3 separate regions of the Sus scrofa genome follow, and regions 1 and 2 are each linked to region 3. The links are chromatin contacts, called in public HiChIP or PLAC-seq maps. All regions are on one chromosome and are shown on one strand. Each heading gives the region's core, a stretch centred on a gene start, on an enhancer-like site or on the middle of the called end of the contact. The rest is flanking DNA. Distances are from core to core; before and after follow the strand shown.

Evidence for each region. HiChIP or PLAC-seq counts read pairs in DNA pulled down with a chosen protein or histone mark.
Region 1: a contact with region 3 is called in an H3K27ac HiChIP or PLAC-seq map of skeletal muscle, with 2.5 times the contacts expected there. The contact joins two enhancer-like sites. A contact is called at or near these places in 14 of 47 Hi-C or Micro-C datasets (adipose tissue, alveolar macrophages, brain and 9 more) and 1 of 2 datasets of contacts at active chromatin or transcription factors (skeletal muscle).
Region 2: an H3K27ac HiChIP or PLAC-seq map of skeletal muscle shows a contact between it and region 3. The contact joins the promoter of WASF2 here to the enhancer-like site in region 3. A contact is called at or near these places in 4 of 47 Hi-C or Micro-C datasets (embryonic fibroblasts, epiblast stem cells, omental adipose tissue and 1 more) and 2 of 2 datasets of contacts at active chromatin or transcription factors (alveolar macrophages and skeletal muscle).

The regions. Positions count from the first base shown.
Region 1 is chr6:84,526,795-84,529,875 of Sscrofa11.1, reverse strand. The region is part of intron 11 of WDTC1 (WD and tetratricopeptide repeats 1); the gene reads right to left. Among named protein-coding and RNA genes, the nearest start is that of TMEM222, 19 kb to the left of the region's middle. Within about 2 kb of position 1,740, at least 16 of the 83 cell types and tissues checked have an H3K27ac peak or open chromatin away from gene starts, as enhancers often do. A contact at or near this core is called in skeletal muscle, where this site is marked.
Region 2 is chr6:84,696,042-84,698,934 of Sscrofa11.1, reverse strand. It overlaps WASF2 (WAS protein family member 2), which reads left to right and starts at 1,507. Exons shown (of 9, transcript NM_001258444.1): 1 at 1,507-1,690. It overlaps LOC102165025 (a long non-coding RNA gene), which reads right to left and starts at 1,125. Exons shown (of 2, transcript XR_298616.3): 1 at 972-1,125.
Region 3 is chr6:84,621,644-84,624,415 of Sscrofa11.1, reverse strand. It overlaps WASF2 (WAS protein family member 2), which reads left to right. Exons shown (of 9, transcript NM_001258444.1): 9 at 1-2,674. Among named protein-coding and RNA genes, the nearest start is that of GPR3, 13 kb to the right of the region's middle. Within about 2 kb of position 1,410, at least 26 of the 83 cell types and tissues checked have an H3K27ac peak or open chromatin away from gene starts, as enhancers often do. A contact at or near this core is called in epiblast stem cells and skeletal muscle, where this site is marked.

The DNA.
Region 1 (3,081 bases), core at 491-2,990, 95 kb after region 3:
CCCACTCGTTCTCCTTCACTTTCTATGGCCACCCCAGCCCACCTTTGAGAGATCTCAGGGCAAGGGTACTTGGGGGTAAAGAGAATTCGGGCTCAACCCAGGCCTTGCTCACCAGGAGACAGAATATGTTAAAGAGGCAGGGCAGGGAGTTCCTGCTGTGGCTCAGAGGGTTATGGATTTGACTAGTATCCATGAGGATGCAGGTCCGATCCCTGGCCTCGCTCGGTGGGTTAAAGATCTGGTGCTGTTATGAGCTGTGGGGTAGGTCACAGATGTGGCTTGGATCCCTCATTGCTGTGGCTGTGGTGTAGGCTCAGATTTGACCCCTAGCCTGGGAACTTCCAAATACTGCAGGTGCAGCCGAAAAATAAAGGAAAAAAAAAAAAAAAAGAGGCAAGCCAGGAACCTGGAGGTCTTGGCAGGGTAGGAGGTGGGAGGTGGGTGTGTGGCAAAAAGCAGTGTCCGGCTGCCCTCTGCTGGACACAGAGTGCAAGTGCATACCCAGTCATCCCAGGCACCCGCAGCTCTGCAGCAGAAGGCCTGGCATCTTGCCTGCCTCAGGCTCCCCAAGCCCTCCTTCTCTCCTCCACTGTCCACCTCCTCAAATCCCCCCGGCTGGCCTTCAAAGCCATGTCCAAGGCAGGGGGCCCTCAAGGGCAGTTCTGTGGTCTGAGGAAGCCAGAAGTGCTAGGCTGGGGACTCAGGCTCTGACCAGCAGGCAGCAAGCCCTCAGCCAGACCCCCCTCTGTCCTGGCTGACTGATCCACAGCAGCTGTGGCCTCTACCTCCCGGGGCTGGAGGATGGGGCCTGACAGTCTGGCAGAGTCAGTTCTCTGGAAGCTGATGGTGGGGGGTCAGGCAGGGGGTGCAGCACACCAGGAGCGCCACATCATCCACTCTAACTTCTCCAACTCCCAAGGCATGGATATGCGGACGTGGGGATGGTTTTGGGGGTGGGAACTGGGGGAGAGGCCAAAGAAGCTCCTCTTGCTCCTGTCTTGTGGCAGAATATAAGATACTCATTTCCCACGTTTCATCTGGAGAGCCAGGTGGGTCACGGGAGCTACTGCTCCTTTAGGAGCTGTTTTTTTTCCTGCTGGGCTGAGGAGGGCCTAGGACCCAAGTGTGCTAAGCAGCACTCCCCAGAACTAAAGTCCCCTCCCCCAAGGCATGGCTCACAAGCCTCCTGCATGGGGCCGAAGCAGCCCTGACTGATGGGGGAGAGGGCTCCCTGAGCCTCCTCTCCCACAGCACTCAGAGGGAGCATCAGGTCCCTGCAGCAGCCACGCTCAGTCCAGGAACAAGCAGCCCAGTCCAGCTGGGGGCCCGCAGGAGACAGAGTGCTTCGATGGCATGGCCTGCGTCAGAATGAGTGGCTGTGACGAAGGAGCACGCGCTGTTTGGAAACCCAATTACCGCCTGCAAGGTGCCCCTCAGAGCTCCTGGGGAGAGCCAGACCAGAGAGCAGCCAGGAGCCAGAGGGTGACAGCTCCCACTGCATCCAGGAGCAGATGGCAGCCCTGGGGAGACTGGCCTGGGACAGAATGTGACATTCTAGGGGTCACTGGCAGGCATGAGGGGATGGGGAGAGAGCAGGCTGGCCCGAGGGCTCACCCATCCAGACTCACTGCCAGATCAATCTCCCTGAAAAGACAGCCCTCAGCACATCCCTCTCCTGCTCAAAACTCTTCAGTAGCTGCCCATCATCCACTGAATCGAGGCCAAAACGCCACCGCTCTGCATTCCAAGTCCTTCCCAGGCTGGCCCCAGGCTACCTCACAGACTCATCTCCTGCCAGTCCCTTCCAGAACCCTCTGCTCCAGCCAAATGGATTTGTTGTTCTGCAAACAAGCTCTTCAGTCAGTCCCCCACCCCCACGCCTTTGTTCACACCATTTCATCTCCCTGGGAATGTCCTTTCCCCACAGTCCCCTCCTCCTTTCATCTCCTCGTCTAAGCCTGCCCACACTGAAAGCCCATTCAGACACCACATCTTCCTGGTGCTTCCCTGATCCCCAGTTAAAGGGACCTAACTTTGCCTGAAGCCCACAGCACTTCACCTGACCATTCAAAGACTTCCTGCTTCTGCCTCTTGGGTGACGAGCTATGTCCACGTCTTTACCCCCTGTCCAGAGGCCGGGCACTCGGGAGCACAGCAGCTCAGAGTGCCAGAGCTTTGTTTCCCTAGTTCCCATGGCATAGCAGGGATTCAGAGCCCAAGCTGAAGGTACCATGGACTGGGAAACCATTAGTCTCTCTTAGCAAGAATGCAGGAGGGAGACAGCTCTCAGCCCAGAGCCTGGACGAAGTCGACTGCATTCTGCCCACCTGCTGGGACAGAGGAAAACACCCCAGGATGGCCCCCCAACTGTCATCTCCTGGGGCTGGCTGCCATCTGAGCCCTTGGCAAACTCCTGATGCCTGAGCTAAGACCTGTGGGGGTAGCATCTTCTCAAACCCCTATCTACCATCCTGCTGACTTGGGTGGGTTTCTTAAGCTTCCCTCTCTGGCCTGCCTAGCTGCAGCCAGACGATGGCACACCAGCTGGCCTGTCTGTCTGGGCAGAGCCGACGGATGCCAGACGGAGCAGAAATGGCTGTGGGCCCAGCTCTATCCATCTCCCGTCCTGGCCCTGGCTGGGGGATGGGGTCTGCCTGCCTGCTTGCCTGCTGGTGCTACAGGCAGAAGGGCTGGGGGCCCTGTGGGTCTCCAAAGATAAAAGCGTTTCTCAGGCTATGGACCTACTCCTTTACCTCCAGCCACTACAACCCAGCAAGACCCACTGTCAGTTTCAGATGTCTGGGATCTTGTTTGTGCTTGGTCTAAATAAAGGGTCCAAGAGCACAAGAGAGCAAGCCCCAAGGTCAAGGAGCTGCAAAATCATTTCAGACAGATACCAACTGAGTTCACCAAATGCCTCATTTCCATCCAGCAAGATTCTACTGCTCCTTCAAAGTCCACTTCAAGGCCCAGTTCCCCAGGAGGTGGGATTAACCATTTTCCCACTCCCTGCTTCCTCAGTGGCCACAGCACTTTATAACAAAGCACCAAATTGAAGCTACTTGTGAACATGCACCACTT
Region 2 (2,893 bases), core at 258-2,757, 74 kb before region 3:
CATGGAGATGCCCATCTTGGCGCTCTGTGTCCTTGTTCGGGATTTTTTTTTTTTTTTTTCTTTTTTTTTCTTTTTAGGGCCGCACCCGTGGCATATGGAAGTTCCCAGGCTATGGGTCAAATCCGAGCTGCAGCCACTGCCACAGCCATAGCCACAGCAACACGGGATCCAAGCTGCATCTGCGGCCTACACCACAGCTCATGACAACACCGGATCCTTAACCCACTAAGTGAAGCTAAGGATTGAACCTTCATCCTCATGGATCCTAGTCAGGTTCGTTAATCACTAAGCCACAAAGGGAACTCCCTTTGTTTGGGATTCTGCCTTAGCTGACCCATCTGTCATCTCTTTCATCCCTGGCTCACTTCCTGCTTCTGAGGACCCCAGAAACAGCTCATGTGCACCCCTAGGATCACTTTTCCCAGGAACCTTGGTGATTAACAATAGCTGGGGGGTGGACTGTGCCTAAGTCTATGGTAGCCAGAGAGATGGGAGACTGGCCAGGCATCTTCAAGACCCTCCCTGGAATGCTACGATGTTGGGGAGGGAAGTCTTTTTCAGGAGACACCAGTCCCAGAAGGGAGAAATACATGAATGGAAGCCAAAAGATACAGGTTTGAGTCCCAAGGTCGTTTCATATCCTCTGGGTGACTCAGGGTAAGTCATGGAGTTTTCCGTTTTCACTTCTGCAAACCGAGGACAGTATCTGCCTTACACAGTTGCTCCAGAATACCTAAATGAGGTTCCTTTGCTAACCTGTTAATTTGTCATCTCGATATCCAGCCAGCAACCTTTTATAATCGATAAGACACACATATTCCCATTCATGCATGAATCCTTAACAAGCACTCTAGAACACGAGGCAGACATGACTACTCCTATTTTGCGGAAGGACAAACTGAGACCCAGATAAGTTCAGAGTTGTCTGAGGTAACAGAGTGAGGTGGCGGCTGAACCAGGGTCCAACTCACCTGACCCTGGCCTTTCAGAACCAGCTCCCAGTCACAGGACCCCGGGCCTCGCCCCGGATGAATCCCTTAGCAGCGGGCTGGAGTCTATGACTCACTCTCCCCACCCTTTTTTCTGCCCCGCGGGAGACCCGGAGGAAAGTGTCAAAAATATCTGCAACTTGAGGGGTGGCTACAGAAAGTTCATGGGCCTGGCCCCTTCCTTCCACCAGAGATTCTGGCTCTTTGAACTCTAACAAAGAGGATTAGCCATTTGATACACTTTTACAAGGTTTTACATTTTCTTAGGTGGGACTCTCCTACTTCGAATTTAGGAATTTTTTTAAGTTTAAAATCCACCCCCACTTCATTTGGTTTGCCCCTTGCTGTTTACTCCGATTGCGGAAGTAGCTCGGGTGGAGCTCCCGGGACTGTACTATTGAGTACGTCGTTTGCGTAGCTATTTAACTGACATTCCACTCGGGCCAATGGAATACCCGGAAGCCCCCGGCGGGTGGGGCAGAGAACCAATCAGGGCGGTTGGCGGGGTGTGGCCGCATCCCAGGGCGGGGAATCGCGTAATGGCGGACGCGTGCCGGGTGATCGCGGCTGGGGGCGTAGCGCGCTGAGGGGGGGGGTCTGGCTGTGTGGCAGCCGGCGGGGCGGCCTGCGAGAGCAGACCCCGTGCAGAGAAAGGCGGCCGGCCAGCCCCTCCGTCTCTGAGGGCGACCGCACGATACAAGGTGAGCAACAAGTCCCTGCGGGCGGGCCCGGCCCAGAGGCGCCGGGCCGACCTGGCCGCCCCTCCCAAGCCGCTCTGTGTCTCGGGGGAGTGGGTGCCGCGCCTCCTGTCGCGGACCGGCAGAGGCCGGGGGAGCGGCAACGCGGGGTAGTGTCTTGCCGTACACTCCTCCCTCCCCCAGGAGGAGGTGTCCCGGAGATCCCCTCGTGGGCTTGGAGGGGCCTGTGAAGCTGAGAAGTGCCCCAAGCTGACTTGGCTCTGCCACCAACTCGTTGTATGACCTTGGGCAAGTCACTTCCCTCTCTGGGCCTCATTTCCCCCATTTGTAAAGCGAAGCCTTTGCAGGCAGATGTGCAAGAGTTGGATCCCAGACATTGTCCGAGATATTGGGCAAGTTCTTCCCCAGGTGGAGCCTCAGTTTCCATCTCAGGGCCCTGAAGGCACTGAGGTGCTTTTTGAGATTTTAGGCCTAAGTTGCAGAGTGGCAGGGAGGTGTGTGTGTGTGTGTGTGTGTGTCTGTCTGTCTGTCTACAGGATGGTCTGCAGAGTAAGGAGAAGAGTTGGCTCCGGGGGCCCATCCAGGAAGGGTCTGGGTAAACCCAGATTATAGTGGGGTGGAGTGTGCTTGTCTTGGTCCTCCAGGATCCTAGAGCCTTTGAGATGGGGAAGTTTTATATAGGTCTCCATAGAGACAGAAGAGGAAGGAATCCTTGGAGCCTCTTGGGGTTTTGATTGAAATTTAGGCCCAAAAGAGTTCAGGTGGACTAGGAGGAGGAAGGGGAACATTTATGGTGCTCCTACTATGTGTCATACCTGGTTTAGGCATATGTTCTTATTTAATTTTTACAGCTACCCTTGAGAATTTGCACATAAGGAAACTTAAATTTCAGAGGAGTTAAGTAACTTGCCCAAGGTCACACAGTAAAGTGCAATGCTTACCAACACGAAGGTGTTTCCTTTGAGAATCATTGAGCCAGGGAGAATTCACTGTCCACTTAAAGGAAGTTTGCTTTGTCACACATTGGGGGAGAGGTCGGGTCCTAGACACTTGAACTGACTTTTGAAAAAAAAATTCATTTTACTGAAGTATAGTTGAGTTACTTGAATTCTGGCATGGGGACAGGCTGGGTCTTGATCTCTAGACAGTAAATTGTAACCCTTTGTTCAGCCTGTGAGTTGAAAAGGACCATTTCTAAATTGTAAA
Region 3 (2,772 bases), core at 161-2,660:
AAGGTCGCACAGTTGGATAGTATCAGAGCTAGAGCCCAGAGTTCCTGGTTTCAAGTCACTTGTGCTTTCTGGGACCAAATAGAGGGCACCTGCTGGAGCCCTGGCAGAGCAGCATTGGCGCTGTACTACTGTGGACCTCACCATAGCAGAGGCCCAGTAGAAGGGCTCAGGGCCCGTGCCAGGCCTCTCAGTGCTGCTTAGAGCCTTGTAGCCTCTTGTAATTCTTTGCTCTCCCTTTCCTATCACCAGCCAAGCACCTGGCCTGGAGAGCTGCCTTTTTGGGGGAACCAGAGGTAGTGAGAGAAGGAAGGGGCTAGGCAGCAGGACAGGTGCTGCTTTCAATTCCCCTGCAGCTCCTCCCCCTTTTATTTCCCCAGTTTAGGCATTGATTCTGCCAGCTGTAGAAACTTCAGTCCCTCAGGCTGGCAGCCGCCGCAGGTAGCTGCCTGGGGGGCCTGGCAGCCGAGGGGCAAGCTAAAGGCAGAAGGACTCTGGGTCTTGTCTTCAGCTCCCTTCTCACTGCATACAGTGATGTTCCCTCCCTCGCTCCCCCCTTTTCTCAGAGCTAATACACAGGTGCTATTATTCAGAAAAAAACTGGTCAGCTTTGGCCAACAGTGAGGTTTCTTCTCTTCTGCCCTAACTATTGTGTAGCCTGTTGTGCTGAAACTGGCTTTGCTGGCTTTCAGAGCCCTGAAACAAAGAGAAACAGGATCTGTCTCTACCCAGCACAGCAAATGGTTATAGTAATTGCCAAAGCCCTCATAAACCCCTCCGGCTTGAGGAGAGCGTGTAATCACGGGCACTGCCGCCATGCCCTGGCTGAATGCTCCCCCTCTGCTTGCCCTCCTTGAACTTGGGGCGTGGGGACTGAGCCTTTCGAGGCCAGCACGCTCTCCTGCAGGGGCTGCTCCGGAGTGTGCCCTCCTTCTTCTCCCCAGATCAGGTGTCTCTGGCCCCAGGCTCCCGTGCTGAGCTGCTGAGCGTACCAGGCTGTGTGCGCTCCCACCTTGCTTCCCGCCCTGCGCCCTGGAAGCCGAGGGTGCTTTCTTTAGAGCTCTAAAATGGCTGTTGAAGGTGCCCCCGGCTGCAGCCCAGCAGTGGCTGAAGCGCAGGCAGAGGGCAGTGGTTCTCCTAAATAGGAGCCCTGGGGCCTGGCCAGGCCAGGCCAGGGTTTGGGCCTAATGGCTTTGACTAAATTATCCCATCCCCCTCCTTTCCGGAAAAGGGGGAGCCAGCGCCACTCACTATCATTCTGCTCTGACCTTGAAGGGGGCGGTGTTGGCCTGGCTTCTGGAATGGACAGAGCCCGCCATGGAAAGGGCTGGGGGCAGGAGGGGGAGGGGGGGCACTGCCTGCGGAAGGTAGGATTAGATCATTAGCTCAGTGACCTCCTAGGGTTTCGATGTGCTGTGTTCTCATCCTACAGCTGGTTTGGTAATGATCTGCAAGTCCCGGAGAGCAACAGCACAGCTCTGCCTGACGCTCTCATTAAAATCTATGCAGCCAAGCTCGGTGCTTTGTAGCAGCCGGCCTTGCGAAGCCTCCTCAGCTCGGGGGGCTGGGGACCCAGTCAGCCGAGAGGCCCTCTGGGCGCTACTTATGCATATGTGCACCAAGAAAAAAAAAAAAAAAAAAAAAGCTTCTTTAAACCTAGAGCCCTTTAAGATGATAAAGGACCCTGTGCAGGTAATTGTGTGTCTTTGGAATCCTGTAATTGTAGAATGCGAAGTTTAGTGATTCTCTAAACTGGGCTAAGGCTGGTAAGAGTATGGAGCAGTGGCCCCTGAGGACTCCAAGGGCTGAAGCCAAGGAGCCACCCCCCCCTTCCCTGGTCTGCCCAGCCCAGGGGACCTGCCCCATTCCTGTGGCCCAGGGACCCAGCTTCCAGTCAGCAGTGTCAAAAGTGACCTGTGGCTCTGCCGTGGCTGTGAGACGAGTACATTCCAAAGGAGCAGCCACGGGGAGGGGGTAGGCGCAGCCATCCCTTGGAGGCTCAGAGCAGCTGGCCCAGGCTCCAGCTCGCCTTCAACAGAAGCTCAAGCGTCCTCAGAAACGACCCTGGCCAATGTCACCGCAGAGCTATGGCGGTGTTGTCAGGGCTAATGTGAAATCTCTTCCCGTGGCGCCGATCCTCCGGCTCTGCAGCGCCAGCTCGAACAGATTGAGGTCTCTGTGGCTTTGGTGACCCTGCTTAAGCATTCCCACCGTGTCCCAGCTCTGCTCTCAGCCTGCCTCCCGCTGCACCCCCCTCACCTGACCTTAGGCCTAGGGAGGGGGGGGCAGTGCCCCAAGGCCAGGGGCTTCTGCTCGGAGAGCTGTCAGGCTTCCTGAGGACATCAGGCTTTGAGGTCCAACCAACTTGGGGTCCAGCTGACCTGGGACCAGCAGTGTCAAAAGTGACCTGTGGCTCTGCCGTGGCTGTGAGATGAGTACATTCCAAAGGAGCAGCCACGGGGAGGGGGTAGGCTCAGAGATGTGCCTCATCCTGTGCTTCAGGAAGGGCTAGGGAACAATTTTGTTATTGTATTAACTTTACTCAGTTAACTCACTTGAGAAATTAACCAATTTTTACTTTCTGTCTAGAATGATGTATGTGTAGGGAAGTAAGCCGTAATGTTCCCAAAGTGCCTTGTTTTCTCTGATATAAATATATTTATAAGGATCTGGTCCAGTGGATTCTTGGGTGTGTTTGCGACATCAAGATTTTCAGGGCTGGGCACGTGTCTGGATGTGTGGGGATACAGTCTGACAGTGGGTCCCCTTGCCCGG